Linked DNA regions of Mus musculus: all the other regions are linked to region 1. The links are chromatin contacts, called in public Hi-C and HiChIP or PLAC-seq maps. All regions are on one chromosome and are shown on one strand. The core of a region is the stretch at or near the end of the contact, and the rest is flanking DNA. Distances in the headings are between cores, read along the strand shown. Region 1 has its middle 56 kb from the start of 1700006J14Rik. Region 2 holds the start of 4930471E19Rik (a long non-coding RNA gene). Region 3 overlaps Msrb3 (methionine sulfoxide reductase B3).

Region 1 (2,700 bases), core at 140-2,639:
CAGCTCATAGCACCCTTACCGAAGTGAAAGTCGGGTGCACATGACAACCCAGGACTCTATTTCTCTGAGTGTAATATATTTCTGATTCTTTCAATGAGTACGTTGTAAGAAAATACCCAGCGTGATGTTTGTGCTGCCCAGGGCTCCTCAGAATTTGAAATCTCCCAGTGTGCATATTGAGTTTCCTCTTTTCTGTCAACAAGGGGGATAGTTCTTCGAGTCAGCTCTCCCACAGTCTCTACCAGTAAATATTTCCAGTGGTGAATGGTTCCAGCAGTGTTTTAGGGTTTTACTGCTGTGAACAGACACCATGTCCAAGGCAACTCTTATAAGGAGAGCATTTAATTGGGGCTGGCTTACAGGTTCAGAGGTTCCGTTCATTATCATCAAGGCATGGCATGGCAGCATCCAGGCAGGCATGGTGCAGGAGGAGCTGAGAGTTCAACATCTTGTTCTGAAGTCAAACAGGAGAAGATGGGCTTCCAGGCAGCTAGGATGAGGGTCCAAATTATTTATTTATTTATGTGAGTACACTGTTGCTGTCATCAGACACACCAGAAGAGGGTATCTCATCTCATTACAGATAGTTGTGAGTCACCACGTGGTTACTGGATATTGAACTCAGGACCTCTGGAAGAGCAGTTGGTGCTCTTAACTGCTGAGCCATCTCTCCAGCCCTAGGATGAGGGTCTTAAAGCCCACACTCACAGTGACACACTTCCTTCAAAAAGGTCTCACCCACGCCAACAAGGCCACACCTCCAAATAGTGCCACACACTCCCTGGGCCAAGCATATTCAAACCACCACAAGCATGGCCCATCATTTCTTGTATTTTGCCACAGTGATTTTTTTTCTTACCGTCCAATCCTATCTGTTTAGAATAGTTCTTATACAATCTGTGAAACATCTGGTTGTCACTCTTCCTGGATTTATCTTGCAGCCAAGCGGTTGGACCATCTGCAAGTCTTACCTTCTTTTAAATCACTTAAAATCTTTCTGATGTCTACCAGTTTTCACGCACAACTCACAGTATATTAGCTGCTGCTCTCTTGTGGCTCTCTGTGTGTGATAAGAAGAGCGCTCTAATAGTTCCCTGTCTTGGAGTTTTTTGCTGACCTTTACTTCTTACTCAGAGATAGATGTTCGCTTCCCAAGTTTTTTTTTTTTTTTTTTTGGTCATCCTCCCCATTCAGTATCATGTCTTCTTCTGCAATGGTTTTGTTTTATTTTTTGCTTTTATTCGTGAGGCAGGGCCTTACTATGCACATTAGACTGGCCTGGAACTCACAGACACCCTCTGCCTTTTCTCTGTTGGGATTAAAGTGTGTACCACAATGCTCCCTTTAGCTTTAAATTTTTTTTTTAGGAGCAGTGTATCTCAGGGTTATGTGTTAGTGACTCACAGACAGGCTGCATTCTTTGCTGGGTTTGCAAAGTATAATTGCAGAATGGGTGAGGGTAATTCATTTGACATATGTAATAATGGTTTAAATTTGCACTGTTTGAAGTCTTTAGTGAATGCAAACAGCTGCTCAATGTGTGTGTGTGTGTGTGTGTGTGTGTGTGTGTGTGTGTAAATGATCATGTTTTGTGTGAAAATGACTTAGGCAAATAAATTTTTCTTTAAAAGTTACAGAATGCTCATTCTTCAATGGGCTTCTGTTGTCTGAAACTTACAACTTGAAACCTATGATGTCAGTCAAAGGCATTAAAGAAGTAATTTTCCAGCAACAAGGTATGAGTGATAAGGTGTCCTTTTCTTTAAGACTCATCTGCATCCCAGAGGTAGAACTCTCCCAAACTAGGGCTTTCTGGGAGTGAGTCAGAGTCGGTCTGCCTCTTCCTTCTGTGCTCATGATTCAGAGCCTCGTGAGTCAGTGGCCACCTCGTAATGAGGACACTCAAGGTCACCTTGGGGACAGTGTTCCGAGTCTGACTTGAATTTGGAGGAACTGACTTGTTCAGTGTCAGAGGGGGCCATGCCTCCCAGCTCTGGTACCCCGCCTGAAGCTCATCAGCCCTCCCATGCATGCCCTTTCCTTTGCATAACAGGTTTCTAGGCACTTTCATCCATCAATGTTAAAAGTGTCTTTCCTGATGGATTACTCATTTATACATTTGAATTAAGATTTTTTTTCATTACCCAGTTCTATCACAGCTGGCATAATGAGCAATGTCAAGTTCTAAAACTATATTGTGACAACACTTTAACTTGTTATGCTTTGCCTGTGGATGTAATTAAGGCAGCGTGTTTGGTATCAGTTTATTCTTAAAAAGCAAAGTAGAAGCAGATGAGATGTATTTATAGACTCATCAAACAATGAATGGATGAAAGCAGAAAAGCAATGAATGGGGAGATGTCAGCCAGGATGGAGGAGGGACCCACTGCCAATCTCATTTCCAGACCAACTATTTGGAATTTATTCCAAAGACAGCTGTCCCTTGATTTACAGTAGGGAGAAAATGACATTTGTAAGACTATCGTACCATACTTCAATAAACTTCTACAGTTGGGGTGGGGGCTAGCTTCAGTTTCTGTGGTCAGAACCCCACCTGGAGGAAGCCAGGAAAAAAAAAATCTGGGGAACGAAGGAAAATCCTTAGGAAACACAGGAGGGTTGCAATGTGGTTCTAGCCCCCGAGAGCTATTCTGATTTGTAGCCAAAGCTACATGAGGGTGGGGGAGGGGAGTGGGTCAT
Region 2 (2,700 bases), core at 90-2,589, 330 kb after region 1:
ACATTCACACCAGTGAGTTAGAAAGAGATAAACATTCACACCAGTGGGTTAGAAAGAGATAAACTTTCACACCAGTGGATTTTTTTTTTTTTTTTTTTTTTGTGGCTAGAAATAATACAGATGAGCCCTACCCAGTGAGCCAGAGACCAAGCCCAGGCCACCTCCCTGAGCAAGACTGCTCCTGGACTTAAGTAAGGTCAGTTCACCCTGCCAGCCCAAGGGCTGGAACTGCGGGGCTTCTCTCCTGAGTCTAAAGCTCACCAAACTACTCTGTACATTTCGGAATCACTGTTGGTGATTTGCAATCCTGTTAGTTGGTGTCATATACATACATACATACATACATACATACATACATACATACATGTGTGTAGATAGATAGATCAAAAGATATAGATATGTATCTTTCTGCATATATGCTCATCCTACTGGATCTGTTTCTCTAGACCCTGATCCCCTGCCCCGCCCCCCCAGGCCCAGTTTTCCCAGGTATCAGCCAAGGCTTGCATGTTGCTTTTGCAAGAATAGCAGCAACCTTGAGAGAAGTCTCCCTCTGCCCCACCAGTTGACTCTTTCCTGCACATCACAGACTTTTATGCTAGTAGAAGTCACGTGGTCGTTAAACCAGGGAGCAGCCGAGCCCACAAACAATCATGAAGTTGAAGAAAAAACACAGGAGAAGAACTTATGTCGGAGTTGAGGCAGCTGGCACAGGCCCCAGATTCCTGGCTTTTCTGAAGTAAGGGACATTCAGTGAAGACTCAGGAGTGTCATGGCTAATTGAGGAGACTGGAAAAGGCCAGAAACTCTGCCATTCCTTAGAGGAAGATGCGGACTTGATTTCCTGTATCCCTAGAGTTAGGCTGGTACCTGTTTAGTGTCACTAATAGGCTATAGCCAGTGTGACATTGTGGATGTTCTAGAAAGGTGCTCTAAGAGGCAGGATACTTTTGTTTTTCTCCTCTTAGGACCCTTGAATAGCTAGCTATGTGATGATGTGTGAGAGCCCAGGTGGAGAAACAGATAGGGGTTGGGGGAGACCTGCCAGTCACAATAGCGTCAGCTGTCCCAGATGTGGTGACATACTGCTAAGTAAAGCCACCGTGTCTTAGCTAGAAGTCGGCCTCAGAGGAAGCTCTGGGTAAAGACAAGGACATTGGAGGAGTGTCCTGCAGGACCCCACCCAGATAACGGAACCATGACCAAACAATACACCGAGGTGGCACAAAGCCAGTAACTGTGGACATCCGACTTCACAGCGGTAGATAACCATTACAGCCTGGCAGCTGGGGCAGACGAAGCACAGTGGCTTCCCTGTAATGATGGAGCCCAGAGTGAGAGGCAGGAGGAGAGCGACATCTGAGCAGAGGCATCAGGGCTGCTCGAATCTTCTCCTGCCAGTTTTCCACTGTTTCGCAACGCTGATGTGTGTCACCTCGCAGCGAAAACAATCTGTACCCTTCCGAGTTAGGCACTGCCCCTGAGTCTCTTCCAGACCTCGTCAGACCTCAAACCAAGGTCTGTGAGCAGGGGAGATCCCAGACACAGTGAGTCATGTTTGTCTTCTGTGTGCTGAAGGCCTGGCACAGACTTAGATCACCACTGACCTGTGGTCTGCAGCTTGTTTCTTCACCGGGAGCCAAAACACAGTGCATAGCCTCATCTCCAGCCAAGTTCTCAACACGGGCCCGGGTGTCTAGGTGCGGGTGCCAAATGTGCCTGCGATGAATCCAGCAATGTAATAATAATTACCCCACAGCCAGTCTGGCTGATTTTCTGGACAGCACCGTTGAGCTCCTTAATTATAGCAGTTAAATCTAGACACGCATATTCAGGCACTGAATACTTAATTTATAGCATAAGGAGAGAGAATCCACCCACCCATTCACTTAACAACACGGGTGCACCACTTTGCCGGTCACAGATATATCAGAAGCCATGCTTCCTGCACCCTGAGATTGCTTTTGCCGTCTCTCCCAAGAGGCAGGAATCAAAGGCACTGCGGTCAAGGTAACAAATGAATGACTAGTGTAACAGAGACGAAGAAGGTGAGATGAGAGTTGAACAGAGGGAGACACCACGGCTGGCCAAGGGAAACAGAGCCTGGAAAGATTTCTTAAAAGTGTCATTTGTCACCTCCCCACTCCAAGTTTAAAAGCTGCACACGGTTATTAGCTATATGACCCTGTGCAAATCATAAATTTTCTTACATCTTAGTTTGCTTATCTTTGAAAGGGGATGGTTTGGGCTAACTGATCTCAAAGGTGCTTTCTGTTCCAAGGGCCTGGAATACATGATTTTTTAATGAGAAGACCCAGCAAAATGTATAGCCATCCATCCTTTCTACAACCAGAGTAACTTTTTAAATCTAAAGAAGATAATGTCTCCCATGGCTTAAACCCCTTCCGTGGCTGCATTTACAACCTCTCCTGATGATTTGTGCTCACAAGCACGGGGGAAGGGAGGGTGGGGGGCTGCCTGTGCTCTCAGCACCCCTGACTCCATGTCCTCCTCTGGCCTGCACCCATTCACCCAGAGGCCTCTCTCCCTTCAATGAATATAGGATTTGTGATTTTTCAGGATAGTTGTGCTCCAGTCCCCGTCCCCGTTCCCTTGCCCCACCACTCTCTCTGAGCCAGGCAGCTTGGAAGTGGAGAACAGTACCTCCCAGGAGTCCTGGCAGGGCCAACAGCTGCCAGA
Region 3 (2,700 bases), core at 9-2,508, 510 kb after region 1:
AGCAGACAACAGTATGTCTGCTTACATCTGATCACTTCCGGGGGCGGTCAGCCTCTATATACACATTAGAGTCACTTGGGGGCCTTTTAGAGAGTGTTGTATACCTAAACTCTAGCGCCAGACTCTTTGAGACAATTGGTTATCAATGAGACCAAGGACCTATTTTTTCTTTTTAAGTTCATTGAGTTGTTCTGACATGTGAATAGGACTGAGAAAAACTGTTCGAAGGAAGTAGGCTCTAGCAAGCAGAGTGAAGACGGGGTAACATTGGTGTAAATAAACCCAGGTGCCGGCAGTAGGCTCGCCATCACTGGAAGCCACTGGAGACACGCCACTCCTCAGGTCTTCAATTATCCTCTCCTCCCCTCCTTTTGTAGATCCCCGGGATACGCTCCCATTTTCTTTTAGCACTTAGCTCAAATTATCTTTCTAATCCAACCTTTCATGATCTCTCATACACAACTTACATAGTACTGTTGATACTCTCCCAGAACCTTGGCTACCTCGGTCTCCACAACTCCACAACATTCTCTTTCAATCCCCAGCTGCTGAACAGATGGTGTGAATCCAAAACCAATCATTTCAAACACTGCTCCAGACTCCCAACAATCATGGGAGCTGAGTGAAGGACCCTCTCCCTCCCACAAGTGGGAAATTGATGCTTGACATCCCAACCTGACAGTCTGGATAAACTGTCCACTGAGACAGTTATATACTATCAAGTACATTATAGGTTCTACCCCCGGGGGAAACTGGGCCTGCAGAATGCTCAATAACAAAATATATTCTAAGCTCAAAGCAATTGACTTACAAGCAAACTTTTGAAAAACCCACCAACCCATTCACATCTTTGAGAATGTCCGCATATCACATCCTGACCAGTTCCAGGAGTAGCCGCACCACTTAACAAAGGGCAGAGTTGGAAGACAGATGCAGTAAGCTCTAGACTATATTTTAAAAGTCACAAATTGAAGGCCTTCAGCTAGAAGCATGTCCGTGGTGGCTTCATTTAACCAACAGTGGTTTCTGTAGAATACGGACTGTCATTGGTCAGCTGCTCTCTTTCTGCGGAAAGAGCCAGCTCTTTCTTCCTTTCAACTACACCATGTTTCAGCTGTTAGTTTTAATATTCAGTAAAGCTACCATGAGAAGAGCCACGCAACTCTGACGGGAGTCCACCATCTTTTGACTTGTGAAGTTTGAGTTCCTGTTTCCAGCTGGTCTCTTTATTCTTTAAGGCTTCCACGTGTCAGCCTTGGTGACTTCCTCTTTCTGCCCCCACAACATTCACATAAAGCAGTATGTTCCCCTCCTTGCTCACTTGGTGAGAAGCCCGTGTAAATCACATTTCTTTCCTTTCTATCATGAGTTCCAGTCTTTCGAGACAGTGCCCCATGGAATGACTGGGACATTCTGAAAGTCACTGGGTGGAGATCTTCTGCCAGGAGCAGAAGTGGTGGACATGGGGGACACAGAAAGGTTAGCTATAATGATTTCCTTTTCCCTGTTTACAAAAGCATTGAGTGGCTTTACACACTACACTAGAATATTACAAGAAGCTCTAAAAAAGATAATAAAGCCACCTGTAATCTTACTTCACTGAAATAACTACTGTTAAAATTTTACTATATTTCTTTTTAAAAATTCTACATAGAGAAAATATAGTGACCTGCCCTTATTATGGAGATTTGGAATGTTTAGGCTCTCTTCCCTCTCCTCCCCCTCTCCCCCTCCCCCTTTTCCTTTCCTTTCCTTTCCTTTCCTTTCCTTTCCTTTCCTTTCCTTTCCTTTCTTCCTATGATCGTGAGTATTTTATGAACACTCTTCCACATTCACCTCGAGTATTTTCTCTATAAAGTTTCTGAAATTAGAATTTCTGTATTAAGCAATCATCAAGTTCCTTTTCGGGGGTGGGGGAATCCATACACATCAAAATTCTGTTCCCATTACTAATGTTTGAACTTGGTCTAACTACACTCTTGAAGCCCTAATTTTTGGGCATATAATAGTTGATACCATTTATATTTCTATAATTCCCAATTTGGTTAAACTTTGGAAATGCTTATTGGCCTCTGAAAAATCATTCAATTATTTTTTATTTTTTATTTTTTATCTTTTATCATTTATTTATTTATTTAAGGCTATTTGCACACGTAAGGTAAACTTCACCATACTGTACTTAAAACTTTGTGTTCAATAGAAAAAGGAATTTGTCAGAAGCAAATGAGGCTGAAAGAATTACGTTGTTTTGTTTTGTTTTGTTTGTTTGTTTGTTTTTTCCACCTTTGTAAACATAGAAAGGAAGGAAGGAAGAAAAACTAACTTCTCTCAACTGCATTGAAATCACTCTACATTGCCTGTCAGAAAACGAAGCTAGAGTAAAGCTGGCTTCCCAATACCTGCCAGCAATCAGCAGGCTCTGCGGAGGGTAAGAGACACCAAGAACCAAACACTATAAGGTGGGACAGAGCAGATGCCTCAGAAAAGCCTCATCCATGCTTTAAAGGGATTTACTAGCAGTTTGCAACATAGTTTGCTTGATTTGCAACATAGTTTGTCTTTGGTCTTATCCATTCTCTTCCTTCCAGCAAACAGCCTCCTCTCACCATCCTTTCAAAGCCTGGCTGATGAGCTTGTGTAAGATGAATGGGTATCTTTAGACAAAGCAGACATCTTTCCATTTGCCCATTTTATGTAGTA

What was found. A called contact is a pair of places that touch in the nucleus more often than the background predicts. HiChIP or PLAC-seq counts read pairs in DNA pulled down with a chosen protein or histone mark.
Region 2: an H3K27ac HiChIP or PLAC-seq map of trophoblast stem cells shows a contact between it and region 1, with 7 times the contacts expected there. The contact joins the promoter of 4930471E19Rik here to the enhancer-like site in region 1. A contact is called at or near these places in 1 of 15 datasets of contacts at CTCF or cohesin (the NIH/3T3 cell line), 5 of 115 datasets of contacts at active chromatin or transcription factors (embryonic basal ganglia, embryonic stem cells, extraembryonic endoderm stem cells and 2 more) and 1 of 9 other capture datasets (embryonic stem cells).
Region 3: a contact with region 1 is called in a Hi-C map of bone marrow-derived macrophages, with 11 read pairs. The contact joins two enhancer-like sites. A contact is called at or near these places in 4 of 484 Hi-C or Micro-C datasets (bone marrow-derived macrophages, embryonic fibroblasts, hematopoietic stem and progenitor cells and 1 more) and 2 of 115 datasets of contacts at active chromatin or transcription factors (embryonic basal ganglia and embryonic stem cells).

Annotation. Positions count from the first base shown.
Region 1 is chr10:120,307,037-120,309,736 of GRCm38.p6, forward strand. No RefSeq gene overlaps it. Among named protein-coding and RNA genes, the nearest start is that of 1700006J14Rik, 56 kb to the right of the region's middle. Within about 2 kb of position 1,390, at least 47 of the 459 cell types and tissues checked have an H3K27ac peak or open chromatin away from gene starts, as enhancers often do. A contact at or near this core is called in the NIH/3T3 cell line, bone marrow-derived macrophages and trophoblast stem cells, where this site is marked.
Region 2 is chr10:120,634,768-120,637,467 of GRCm38.p6, forward strand. It overlaps 4930471E19Rik (a long non-coding RNA gene), which reads right to left and starts at 1,340. Exons shown (of 2, transcript XR_003948971.1): 1 at 1-1,340.
Region 3 is chr10:120,814,218-120,816,917 of GRCm38.p6, forward strand. All of the region lies in intron 5 of Msrb3 (methionine sulfoxide reductase B3), which reads right to left. Among named protein-coding and RNA genes, the nearest start is that of Gm15910, 42 kb to the right of the region's middle. Within about 2 kb of position 1,259, at least 41 of the 459 cell types and tissues checked have an H3K27ac peak or open chromatin away from gene starts, as enhancers often do. A contact at or near this core is called in bone marrow-derived macrophages, where this site is marked.